Linked DNA regions of Gossypium hirsutum: all the other regions are linked to region 2. A link is a contact called in public Hi-C data. All regions are on one chromosome and are shown on one strand. The core of a region is the stretch at or near the end of the contact, and the rest is flanking DNA. Distances in the headings are between cores, read along the strand shown.

Region 1 (3,964 bases), core at 1,247-3,746, 200 kb before region 2:
TCTAAACTTAGCACTGGGTCTGAATTTAACTGTTTCTATACATTTCAAGACCTGGCTTATTTGGCCTTTGCCTCATTATAGATTAGGTAACTTCATATAGGTTCCTCAGGATTTTGGCAGCAATAACATTTCCATTGCTCAGCATCGCCTTCTTTCTTCCAAGCATTTTTGCTTCACACAAATAAAATGGCGATGTGAAACTGAGGTGAAGTGGCACCAGCCCTTTTGATAGCTCACCAGAAACATTCAAGGTGTCCCAGATTGGAGACCATTGCTGAAGAGGAATGTGGCAGTTCAGGGTTGTGAAAGAGGGCCTTGTTCCTCTTTTGTGTTGTTGCATAGAGATACGTACATTAATGCTTAAAATCAAAACCTGTGTGGGAGGGATTTCAAGGATTGGGAACACCAATCAATAGCTTAGTTAGAGCTTGTTAGCTAATTTTGCTACTTGTATACTTTATATATTAAATTTCACACTTTCAGGTTTCATGAGTTCACATCCTTTTCTCTCCTAAATATTCCTAACCTGTCTATGTTTAATGCTGTTTAAACAAGATTCTGATTTCCATCTCTCTGAATTTAACTGTCCATATACATTTCAAGCCATAGTTTATCTTGCCTTGCCGCTCACCAAATATTATATAAATATACTAAAAGATATAAATATTCTTATAAAAAGTTTATTATTTTTAAATTTAAAATTTGAGTTTTTTTTTTCAACTGAATTACTCATTATACCAAACGAGATATTGTACATTAAGGGCTAGTTAAACATTGTTTCTGAATAGAGTTTTTAAAGAGTGTTTAAAAAAGTGATTTTCAAAAATACTTTTAAAAAAGTTTGTTTAAAATTTAAGTGTTTATTACTGTTGTAAAAAAGTACTTTTGAGAAATAAAATCTCCATTTTAGAGATGGTGTTATAAAGCAACAAATAAACATTCAAGTAATCTTCAAATCAATAAGAAAATAGAAAATAATTTATTGTTAATATTTTAATATATGAAAAATAAATTTTAAATATTTTTTAAGTAATTAACTAGAGAAAGGAAATTGCATGTGTTGGGGGATGAAAACGTAATTAAACTGTCAAAACACATCGTACGTTATAGATAAATGGACATATTCAATCGAAAAGCAGATCCCCTGCTACCAACAGAGGGAGCAAAAAGAAAAAGAAGTACAATGAATGCAATTGCATGTCCAGCATATTGTAAGGATGGAATTGGGTATATTTCGTACGTCACAAGACTAAGGAATTCCACTCTAAAGTTAATGATTTTGGTGTCGCCATGTGCGCATTGACAATAAAAATAAAAAAAAGAGATTTGGAATTTCTAATTTGGTTATTAAAAAGGAGAAATGGGAATGATGTGAGGTCCAAGGCCACCAAGCAAGGTCTCTAGATAGAGCCCAACTCATACCATGATCTCAAGCTGGCAATTGGATCATGTCAGCGAATGCGTAAGCCACTTTCCAAATTGAAATTAAGAAATAAATTCAAATAAAAACACACAAATCAATGGTGATAACCAGGGGATTCTTTAGCCATTACTTCCCAAGTCGAGATGCTCTGTTTTTGGAGTAAATTATAATTTTGGCCAACTTTCCATACAATAAGCAGGAAATATTTTCATTATGCAAAGAACTGGGTTCATTTGTGTACCCTAAAGGCTAGAATCACTAGTTATTATATTATTAACCAGAGTTAGCAAGCAGTGAATTAGATTGTTGATTTGTTAGCTGGTGGTTGCAGGCCTTTCTAAAGCAGGAAAATTTTAGTCAATGTTCAAAACTATTGCAATCAGAAACTTTCAAAAACCAGAGACTGGGAAACGTTGGATCGATATGATGATAAAACAGGATTTACAAATTATGAACATCAAAGCAGATTTGCCCACCATCTATCTCATATTCTCACTCATTACACTGCTATAAACTTATTGAACATTCTTCTCTCCCTGGCATTGAATTTATTGAGATTCTCCATTTTCCAGGCTTCTCATCTCTCAAGCAAAGAAAGGGGGGGGGGGAGAAAGCCACAGTTTTCCCAGATCCCTTTGAAGCAAAAAAAAGCATTGGAAGGGCTCATGCACATAGAGTCAAATCCTTGTTTACCAAGAAATAGACACCCGTAGACAAGACAAGGGGGAGAACCAGCAAGAATTTCTTTGAAAAAACTGAATGATTTTCACACCCTTCTTCATGAATGGTCTCTAGCCTTGGATATGTGGAAGATTTTCTGGGATTAATGAGAGGGGATGGTGCCACTGCACCCCAGTTTTGCATGTATACCACCTCTTTCGTCATCTTTAAAACTGAGGAAAGCTTGATCAAGATTGGGAAGTTAAGGGGATGGAAGGAGGATTTATATAGACTTGGAGCGCGTAAATTAAGGAAAGATGAAGGAAGAAGATTGGAAGTTGGTTGGGAAGTCCAAAGTAGACAAGAGGATTGAATGATATAGGTTAACCCACGTATTCTGACATTGTTTTAGTTTGCCAATAAAAATAGGATCTCACCAGCAATATAAGAATATGGTTGGTCAAAGAAGATGTTCTAGATCCACTCGTGTGTGAATAGTTGACTTCTGCTTAAAATCTGTTATTGGCTGCATTCTAGAAACAAACTTTTGGGAAATAAATGCTGTATATATTTATATTCATTATCACATCATCTTTTATATTTATTCTATAAATAATGTTCAAATAAAATATTTATTTATTGAATTATAAAAAATTTAAAAAATATTAATTATGTGAACCAGTGAATAACATTAACTATATTCTAATTTGCTCCATTTAATAGTAGAGGGACTAATTTGATTAAATTTTTATAATAGAGAGACCTCTCAACTTCAAATAGAATTTATTTGCGATAAGAATTGAGATAAAATTCATACATGTGTAGTGATATTTTTTAATCCAATTATATTATAAAATCAGAATATTTATTTTTGTAATTTTTACCTTAATTTTGTAAAAGAAAATTTCTAAATTAGATCACAAGGTGTAGTGATATTTAAAAAAACAAAAAATCTTGCACAAACCCTGTTTCAATTTGGTTCGGATAGACTTGTAAAACTAAATCATTATTTATAAATTATTAATTGTTATATCCCATCCATGTAACACCCCTTACCCGTATTCAATACCGGAATAGGGTACGAGGCATTACCAAAACACATGCACTTGTAAACGTATTTAACCGAGTTATAAAATTTCATTTAAATTAAAACTTTTAAAATAATTAACATGCTTCTATAACTTTTCACAGTATATCCTCAAAATGTTATAATCATAATAATTAGGGCTTACGAGACCCGATACATACTCATGCAATTCAATGCTTCATTTCCATTTCCCTCAATTCGCAATTTCTCATGCTCACGATTTAGATCATATCACTAGCAATTTTCATTTAATTCACGTACAATTCAATGACATCAAGTTCAACACTAATACGTATTTACCATTTAACTCAATGTTTATTGATTATACCATTCAATAACACATTTATGAAATTCTCAATTTTGCAACGAAAATATCATTTTAGCTTGAACAACAACATGGTCCTGATATAAATACACTACCACTTATCCATTTACTTTAATTCTTTTGGGCCCATTTGTCACTTACCATCCTTAATCAAATTAGGGAACGGTTACGGAAATTTGAGTACTTCACTTTCACTTTGCCATAGTATAACTATGGTCTTACATATGATCACTTATCACTTGTCCCTGATCAGATAAGTGTAGCTGGCTACCACTTATCACTTTGTCACTTGATCAGATAAGAGTAGCTAAGGCTACCACTTATCACTTTCTCACTTGATCAGATAAGTGTAGCTAAGGCTAACACTTATCACTTTGTCACTTGATCAGATAAGTATAGCACTTATCACTTTTTCACTTGATCAGATAAGTGTAGCTAAAGCTACCACTTATCACTTTGTCTCTTGATC
Region 2 (4,052 bases), core at 784-3,283:
AGAAATAATCTGCCTTCCTAAAACGCTGCGTAGCAATGGGGATTAATTTGAAACAAAAATAAAATGTGCAGTAAAATTTGAAAGAAATAAAAAAATAGTTTAAAAACACCATAAAATCAGAAGGACTAATTGCAGAAATAGTCCATTGAAAATAAAAAGGCGGATGGTATAGGCAAAACGATGCCGTTTTCGTTTCTTCTTTAAGTTAGCCAAAACCTTAAAAAAAAATTCTGCTTGTTTTTTTTGTGTTAAAGAACAGTGGTCTGCTAGGGGTTTTTTTAACCCCCTCCCTCCTTGCGCCACCGTTCGAGCCTAGTGCCCCATGCCCCGATTTCGCCGGAGAAGACACCGGCTCGACAACTCCGGCGACCAGGTAAGTCTTTTCCTTTCTTTTTTTAAATGAAAAATAAAATAAAATAAAAAAACTAAAAGAGAAAAAAGAAAACAAAACGAAACTAGGAATAAAAAAAATCCAAAAAAACCACCTTTTGTATTCGGAAATCGATAAGTAAATCTCTATTTTCTCTCTGTTTTTCGTATCTAAACTGTAATCCCCCTCCTTTTTACAGATTCGATAATGGCTTTAAATAGCCGAAAATGGGAAAAAATGAACCCAAATCCAAAGAAATCTCCTATTTTTCGTTGGCATATTGTTGTTTTTGTTCCATTTTTTTTGCTGTTTTGTTTTGCGTTTGTTGCTGTAGGTATTGCTAGCGCATGGAGCGGCGCATGTTGGGGAGGTTCGTGGCGCGAGATTCGCGGCGGTGTGCGAGGGTGAGCTGCGGCAGTGCTGAAGCAAATAGGCTCCTAGGGTTTCTGTTATTTTGTTTTTTGTTTGGGCCAGGTTTAGTGGGTTGGGCATGTTTGGGCCTATTTATTTTCTTGGGCCCGGGCATATTTGGGCTTGTACACCTGCCATAGCAAAAGATTCTGCAAAAATCGAGGCAACCGCCATACCAATCAAACCTCGACATGAGACTACAATTCGAACCTCAACCACTACCAAAAAAAACCTCCCAAAATCACGAATAGGTTTTGTTTTATTTGTTTTTTTAAAAAAACTGTGTTTGAACTTGTTTTTTAAAAATTCTGATGACTTTGCTTGAAGACTAAAAAATAAAAAGATACAGGACATAATTCTTGTTATTTGGATATAACAGCAGATAGTATAATGGGGCCTTGCAAATTAGATCATGCTGAGATGTTTAGCTTGAATGTTAGGATCCATGGCCAGCCTTGAGTTTCGCATGAGCATAATTTTTGAATTTTACTAAGGATACGTATATTCATTTGTAGGGTTAACTGTATGATTACTCGAAAAAATGAGTTCCTACAAAATTTCAACTTAAAATAATCAATATTAACAACTAAAAGAAGAGTATTAAGTAGCAGAAAAGGGATACTCACAAAGGGATTATGAACAAACAAGCCGATTCAGATAAAAAAAAATCGGATTGAGAAACCAATTATTCAAGAACGTGAAGAATTGGAAAATACAATGATTAGGAACAAAAACGATTACCATCTTTTTATTTGTCGACAACCACTTGATTTTAAGTCTTAGAACATAAATTTGTCGGAGAAGAAGACATACCTGGACCCTCCATTGAATCCTCTTTTGTTTTTGTAGGTGATAAAAAATTCTGATGATAATAGCTTTCTTAGTCAACTGAAAAAGAAAACTAAAAAAAGGGGGAGATGAACGGTTTTTTAACTAAGATTTAAGGTTTAAAATTTTTAATTAATTAAATTTATTTAATTAAAAATCTATTCTCATCCCAAGTTGGCACTTAAAATCTAGTTGGACTGCCACGTAGGATTACCGTTAGGAAGATAACAGAACTTAACGGAAGAGTGATCACTTCGTAACAAAATAATAACATAAGTGACTAAAACGTAACATTTCAAACATAAATGACTAAAATATAATCTGAAGCAAACAAAAGTAACTATTTTTATAATTTATCCTTAAACCTAAATGAACTAGTCTTCGATGAAAACAATGCCTTATGGGTGCATTCCACTCCAAATAAATCGCCCAACATTTAAAAAAAAAAAATTAATATCAATAAAAAGACCCTCAAATTCTCCGCCTAGTTTACTCCTCTCGTATAAATTTCACACTTCCTTGTTTAATTTATTTCCATTTTGTTTTAAATAAATTTCATTTTCTTTTTTACTTTCGCCGCTGCAAGTGCAAATCCAATGGCTGCCATCTTCCAAGGAGTTGGGGCGGCTGCTGCGTTATCATCATTACCCTCCAATTCTTTCGATTCCAAAAATATTCTTTTTTCTCCTCGTAGATCCTTCTCCGGTTCGTTGTTCTTTTTTCATTTTTCATTTTCATTTCAGATTTTTTTTAAAAAAAATTGTTTTTGAATACTGTTTTGGTTCAGTGAGGAAAGCGCCGAGCTTTGTGGTAGTCAGATCTGATGGAACCATGAACTTGGATTTGAACCCTAAAGGTCGAAGGGCTCAACAATTTATTGCCAATGCAGTTGCGGTAATGCTTCCTTTTTATTCCCCTCTCTCTGTCTCTTCGTTTTCTACGTTTTGAAAATTCCTAGTGTCATTTCCTATGATGTTACTAATTTAATTGTATTTTGATTTTTTTAGACCAAAGAAGATAGCTCCGCAGCGTCGTCATCTTCGAAACCAGGGTAATTATTTTCGATTTTAGAGTTCAGAATTAACTTTTGAATTAGTGTTACATTGTTGTTAATTGCTCTAATTTTGTTAAATATGAAAGATGTTGATATTATTACTGTTGTATTAGGATGGTATTGCTCAATTTTTCTTACTTTTCTGCCTAAGACATAACCCAAAGCTTGCATTGATATTTTGATTCTTTTGTATTATTTTATAACTTAGTCTTTTTTTTCAGTTCATGCCTTGGTTTTGACGAACTTTTTTTTTCCTCTTTTCATTGCAATCCTGCAACTTTAGTTGAGATGCATGCTTAACCAAGTCTTGCTCATATTATGGTAATGTTCATGCATTTTATACCAGTCAGGCATTAACCTCTTTCTAACATCAGTACAGTCTTTCACAAGTGAATTTGTTTTTCCATATCACTGTTGTTGTTGGCTTATAGTAGGTCTTTCTAAAATGACTGATTCATTGCAGTCTGTCTACTGTCATCAACTGATTGTCAGAGGCATATGCGTCAAAGGTTGAATGGGTGTCACTTGATTCTTGGGTGTATGCTTGCATGTATCTATGTCTGTTTCGTGTTTTGCAATGGAGCTATGTTCATCATTAATTTTTTTTTTATATTCATACTTGTCACAATCATGTCTTTTGTTTTGTTATTTTATGAAAATTGTTGGAGTGATATAAGTAACTAGATCTATATTGTATCCCAGGCATGAGCTTTTACTTTTTGAAGCTCTACGAGAGGGATTGGAAGAAGAAATGGAGAGGGATCCCCGTGTGTGTGTCATGGGTGAAGATGTGGGTCACTATGGAGGTTCCTACAAAGTGACCAAAGGACTAGCCACGAAGTTTGGGGACCTTAGGGTTCTTGACACCCCTATTGCGGAGAACTCTTTCACTGGCATGGGAATCGGAGCTGCTATGACTGGCTTGAGACCCGTTGTTGAGGGTATGAACATGGGATTTCTCCTCCTTGCTTTTAATCAGATCTCAAACAATTGTGGTATGCTTCATTATACGTCTGGTGGCCAGTTTACCATACCGATAGTTATTCGCGGACCTGGTGGTGTTGGACGGCAACTTGGTGCAGAGCATTCTCAACGCCTTGAGTCCTATTTTCAGTCAGTACCTGGAATTCAAATGGTTGCATGTTCAACCCCTTACAATGCCAAGGGATTAATGAAGGCTGCTCTCAGAAGTGAGAACCCTGTTATACTTTTTGAGCATGTTTTGCTTTACAACCTCAAGGAGAGAATCCCAGATGAGGATTATATCTGTAATCTTGAGGAAGCTGAGATGGTAAGGCCTGGAGAACATGTCACTATTCTAACCTATTCAAGGATGAGGTATCATGTGATGCAGGCAGCAAAAACTTTGGTGAACAAGGGTTATGATCC
Region 3 (4,629 bases), core at 196-2,695, 230 kb after region 2:
TTCAGTTGTTTAGGAAGAACTGGTTATACTTATGCAAGTATGCATCATAGATGCTTACAGAAAATAGTCTAAAAGGGGACAGTAATGAACTTTTCAAAAAGCTCAGGGGTTTCAGAGGATAGCTCCAAACCACATTCACCCAACATGTTCCCTTGATAAATTAACAGAGAAGGCCAAACTGAAAAACCATCCAAAAAGGAAGTAAAGATCGCTCAAAGCTTTCAAGTAGAGCTACATAAGTAGTAGTCCCGCATCTCAAAGGTAAAAAAACATAAAATGTAACAAGGATTTTGCTAACCAGTGACCTGATGGCACTCTTTGAGGTTAATATATATAGTAACATATTTCATCAAAAGCACTGAAAATGATGAAACTATCCTAAAGGCACTCATTTAACAAAACCCTTTAAACTAACAAATCAAGCAGGACCCTGACCTAGTTTAACATGAATAATCTTGCCTCCCAAAAATCGATGTCAATTTCAAATTATAATAAATAAAGGGTAAAATCTTAGCAAATGGTTGAAATCGTGACCGCATTACACTGGAAAAAATGAACAGTTCTGATGATCAGCTAATAGACCTCTATGAAACATTAGGTAGAAGCTAGGATAGGATTGAAAGCACTAGCCTACGAATAGATCTCAGTAAGACAAAAAACAATAAAATGATTTAACCCGTAGCAAGGTCCTAATTTCTAAATTCACCTCCTATAATCCCTAATTTTTCATTCCAAAAGCGACCCAACAAACAAAGTCACTAAAATTCTAAGACCAAACTCTCAAATCAACTAAATAGGGCAACTTTACAAATGACCCAGAAAATAAATTTCACAAAAAAGAAAAAAAGAAGAGAGAAATCAAGAAAAAAGAACCCAACCTTTAAGGAGTTTGATGACAAGCTTTTTGGCAGGTTGAGGAGGGGTAGCCTTTTTGCGAGACAAATTAGCGGCGGCGGGAGTACGAGCATCGGCGGACTTGGAATCATCGTGGAGGGGCATAGATGAAGGGTCAAAAAGGACGTTGTTATCGTCTTGGTTGTTATGGTGGTGATGGAGGCCGTTTCTGTTTGGGTCGAGGGAGCAAGCAACGGCTTGGGACTTGGCTTTCTTCATTGGAGGTTGGAAATGAGGCGAGGAAGAAGAAGAAGAAGAAGCAGTGACGTTGGTTATAGAGCGTTTGGTGGGGGGAGAGACATGAAAGTGATCAACAGAGCATTGTAAAATCTTCAGCTCCTTCGCTTCCTTTTGATTTGGGATAATGTTGCCTTAATAATGCCTTATACACACAGGAAAAAGAAGGAAGATTTGAGAAGGCAGCACAGCAAAGCAGCAAAAGATAAAAATTTGTGAGTGAGAGAGAAAGAGAGAGAAAGATTATAATAAAAAATGGTTTTCTTTTTCTTTTTTTCTTTTGTAGGTTTTATTTATTTTTCTTTTAAGCGAAAGAAACAGGTCTGCTTTTTCTTCTTTTTTTTTTTTTTAAGTTTTGATGGTTTGGTGGTGCAGGCTTAATATTGTTCCTTTTTTTTTTTAATTCTAAATATTCGGGATTTATTGTGGCTGTCTCTTCCAATTAACACCTACTAAGTACAACCTGCAATTCTTTTTCCAGCTTAATGGTTTTGATTAGTTTAAATAAAATTATATTAGGTAAAAATATATTTTGTTAATTGTACTTAAAGAATCTAAACTTTTTTTATCCAATTAGATACCTAAATTTGGTCTTAAGATTTAATTTGGTACTTAAAGTTTTTTTCTAATGCAATTAAGCATCTAAACTTGGCTTTCTAGTTCAAATTACCACCTAAATTTGGCTTCATTGTTTAAATTGACTCAAATAAGTCATTTACCGTAACTACTGATTTGGATCAAAAAGTCATATTTAAGTACCAATTTGAACCAAAAACTCAAGTTTAGGTATCTAATTATATAAAAGAAAAACTTTAAGTACCAAATTGGACATTAAAGCCAAGTTCAAACATCTAATTGGACAAAAAAAATGTTTAGGTACCAAATTGAACCATAAAGCCAAGTTCAAGTATCAAAATATATTTTCTCATTATATTATGGCACAAATCTATATCTATAATTATAATATATATAAAGGCACGAGTTTAGAAAAACTTTTAAACTAACAGTAATAGCCTTTATTTTCCACCATATTACTAAATTCACATTTAAAAACAATTATAATTTAATAGAAATTATGATAATTACATATTTAAAAATAATTACAATTTAAATTACAATTATTAATTAAAAATTGTACTAATTTTAAAATAGAGTTACTACTTGAATAGAACTCTAAGCATGAAATATAGAAAAAAAAAATTGTGATAATTATAAAGGTTAAATGCTCAAATTAGGTTTCAACCTTTTAGAGGTTGCTCACGTAAAGGTCAAACCTTTCGAAATGCTCATATAAAAGTCTAACATTTATAAAAATGTTAAAATAAGGATTTTTCATGCACTTCAGTCCAATTTGAGTAAGAATTAGGTGAATTATAATGTATTTAGAATAAAATACATGATAGTTGAATCAAATATTGCTTGAAAATAAAAAAATAAAAACATAATTTGAGATCTGATATACGAAATATGAGAAGCCCTTATTTGAGTACTTTCAAAAAAGTTTGGCTTTTATTTGAGCACTTTCAAAAACTTTTGGCCCTTATTTGAGCACTTTGAAAGGTTTGGCTTTCAATTGAGTATTTTTGTAAAGGTTAGACCCTTATATGAGCATTTTGAAAGGTTTGGTCATTATATGAGTAACCCTTAAAAGGTTGGCCCCCAATTTGTAATCCTAAGGGGTAAGATTGTATAGTGTTTAAATCTCTGAACACTTTCATCTTGTAGATAAGCATTAATCTTGGTTGTTGATGTAATTTAAATGATACCGTTGGACTTGGAGGAGCTCAACCATAAATAGAGGTCTTCCCCCTCATTTGTAATCAATCACATGTACTATATTCAGAGTAATTGAATACTTTTGAGAGCATTTACTCAAACACCTTGTGTGCGTTGCTTTCTTGTGCCATTTTTCGTTTGTTCATAGCTTTTTTGCTTTAGTGTTTGCTTCCACGAATTTTGATTCTTAGAGAATTTTTTTGAGAATTCTTACCTTTAAAGAGTTGGGCTAACTTAGGCAGATTTGAAAAAAACTAATCACCTAAGGTCGCGCAGTTTGTCAAACTAAAGTTCTAGCCTCGTGATTGTTAATATCAAAGTCACAGTTTATTTAGGCACTATAGAGATGGGGAAAAAAAGCTAAAGATCATAGTGTCCCGATGGAGACTCGTGGGAGGGCCAAAGAAGCGAGTAGATCGAGGGATATGATGTTGGCTATGAAAGGTGGAGTACCAAACTTGAAAAATCCGTGGGTGGAATCTTGCTTTGAAGTTATGATGTCTTAAGACAATGAACTCATGTTTTGAGAATTACCCTCTTACATCTCGAGACTGGTCTCAAAACATAACTCCCCCGGTTTCAGACCTCTTACTTCGATGTTTACTTATCTTGAGATAAAGGATCACTTATCTCAAGACATGGTAATGTATGTCTCAAGACATGCTCAACATGTCTCGAGACCAAATGGTCTTTTTACCTATAAAACGCTTCCTAAGTCATTCAAAAGGTAACCAACACATTCTAACTTATACCAACATGATACCTATTCATCATTCATCAAATTTACCTCCCTAAACACATCTAACACATGAATTCATACTATTCAATGCATTATATCGAAACATAAACATATCAAAGGTTATATACCTATGAACATATTACATTCAACATGATCAAGATTCAAAACTTAATAATAAGACCCTTATAAAGCCTAAATATAATCAAGTGCACCAAAATAGGCAAAATAGCATATTAACCATAATTTAACCTAGGGACATGTCATTAGGAATTTATAAACAAAAGAACACAAACATGGTCCCAACTGAGTTACTGGGCTTTGGATGCTTCAAGAAACATAGAAACTATCAAGCCATCTGATCGACGTATGGGCATGGAAACAAACACATCCATATGTTGAGTAATGAAACTTAAGCTCCATTTGTTTCATTGAAATTGGCTTCCGAAAAATGTTTTATACATTTTCCTATGTTTGTTTCATGGAAAACAACTTGGTTAACGAAAAATGACTTACAGATCAATGGAAGATAAGCCCTTTTTCGTGTAAAATGACTTACATGTTTTAAAAGCGCAAGTTATTTTCCAAAAAAGAGCTTCTTTATGGGTGATTTTATTTTTATATAAAAATTAACTTAAGTCAAGCTTAATATTATTATATTAATAATAAATTTTTATTTTTATTTTTAAAAATATTTAAATTTAATAAATATTGAAATAAAATATTAATTTTTAATATTATTAAACATACATATTTAATTATCTATATCTAATCATATAATAAATTATTAATATAATTCATTATTTTAATAATTTATTTAATATTTTAATTTTATTTTAATAATAAATTTTAAAAATAATAATTTGAAATAATATTCTTCATGTATTATTGAAAAATATTCAATATTTATATTTTAATAATAAATATTTATTACAATTATGAATATATTAATAATAAATGTTTTGTAGTATAAAGGTTAAAATATT

Evidence for each region. A called contact is a pair of places that touch in the nucleus more often than the background predicts.
Region 1: a contact with region 2 is called in a Hi-C map of hypocotyl, with 3 times the contacts expected there. The contact joins the enhancer-like site here to the promoter of LOC107901882 in region 2. A contact is called at or near these places in 2 of 34 Hi-C or Micro-C datasets (hypocotyl and leaf).
Region 3: a Hi-C map of hypocotyl shows a contact between it and region 2, with 3 times the contacts expected there. The contact joins the promoter of LOC107901884 here to the promoter of LOC107901882 in region 2. A contact is called at or near these places in 12 of 34 Hi-C or Micro-C datasets (anther, callus, hypocotyl and 3 more).

Annotation. Positions count from the first base shown.
Region 1 is chrD06:52,524,638-52,528,601 of Gossypium_hirsutum_v2.1, reverse strand. No RefSeq gene overlaps it. Among protein-coding and RNA genes, the nearest start is that of LOC107901876, 9.7 kb to the right of the region's middle. Within about 2 kb of position 2,496, at least 9 of the 9 cell types and tissues checked have an H3K27ac peak or open chromatin away from gene starts, as enhancers often do. A contact at or near this core is called in hypocotyl and leaf, where this site is marked.
Region 2 is chrD06:52,325,088-52,329,139 of Gossypium_hirsutum_v2.1, reverse strand. It overlaps LOC107901882 (pyruvate dehydrogenase E1 component subunit beta-3, chloroplastic), which reads left to right and starts at 2,033. Exons shown (of 4, transcript XM_016828048.2): 1 at 2,033-2,314; 2 at 2,397-2,503; 3 at 2,617-2,660; 4 at 3,366-4,052. The coding sequence starts at 2,206. It overlaps LOC107901881 (a long non-coding RNA gene), which reads left to right. Exons shown (of 2, transcript XR_001685483.2): 1 at 1-373; 2 at 705-1,157.
Region 3 is chrD06:52,097,745-52,102,373 of Gossypium_hirsutum_v2.1, reverse strand. It overlaps LOC107901884 (cullin-4), which reads right to left and starts at 1,445. Exons shown (of 17, transcript XM_016828050.2): 1 at 879-1,445. The coding sequence starts at 1,113.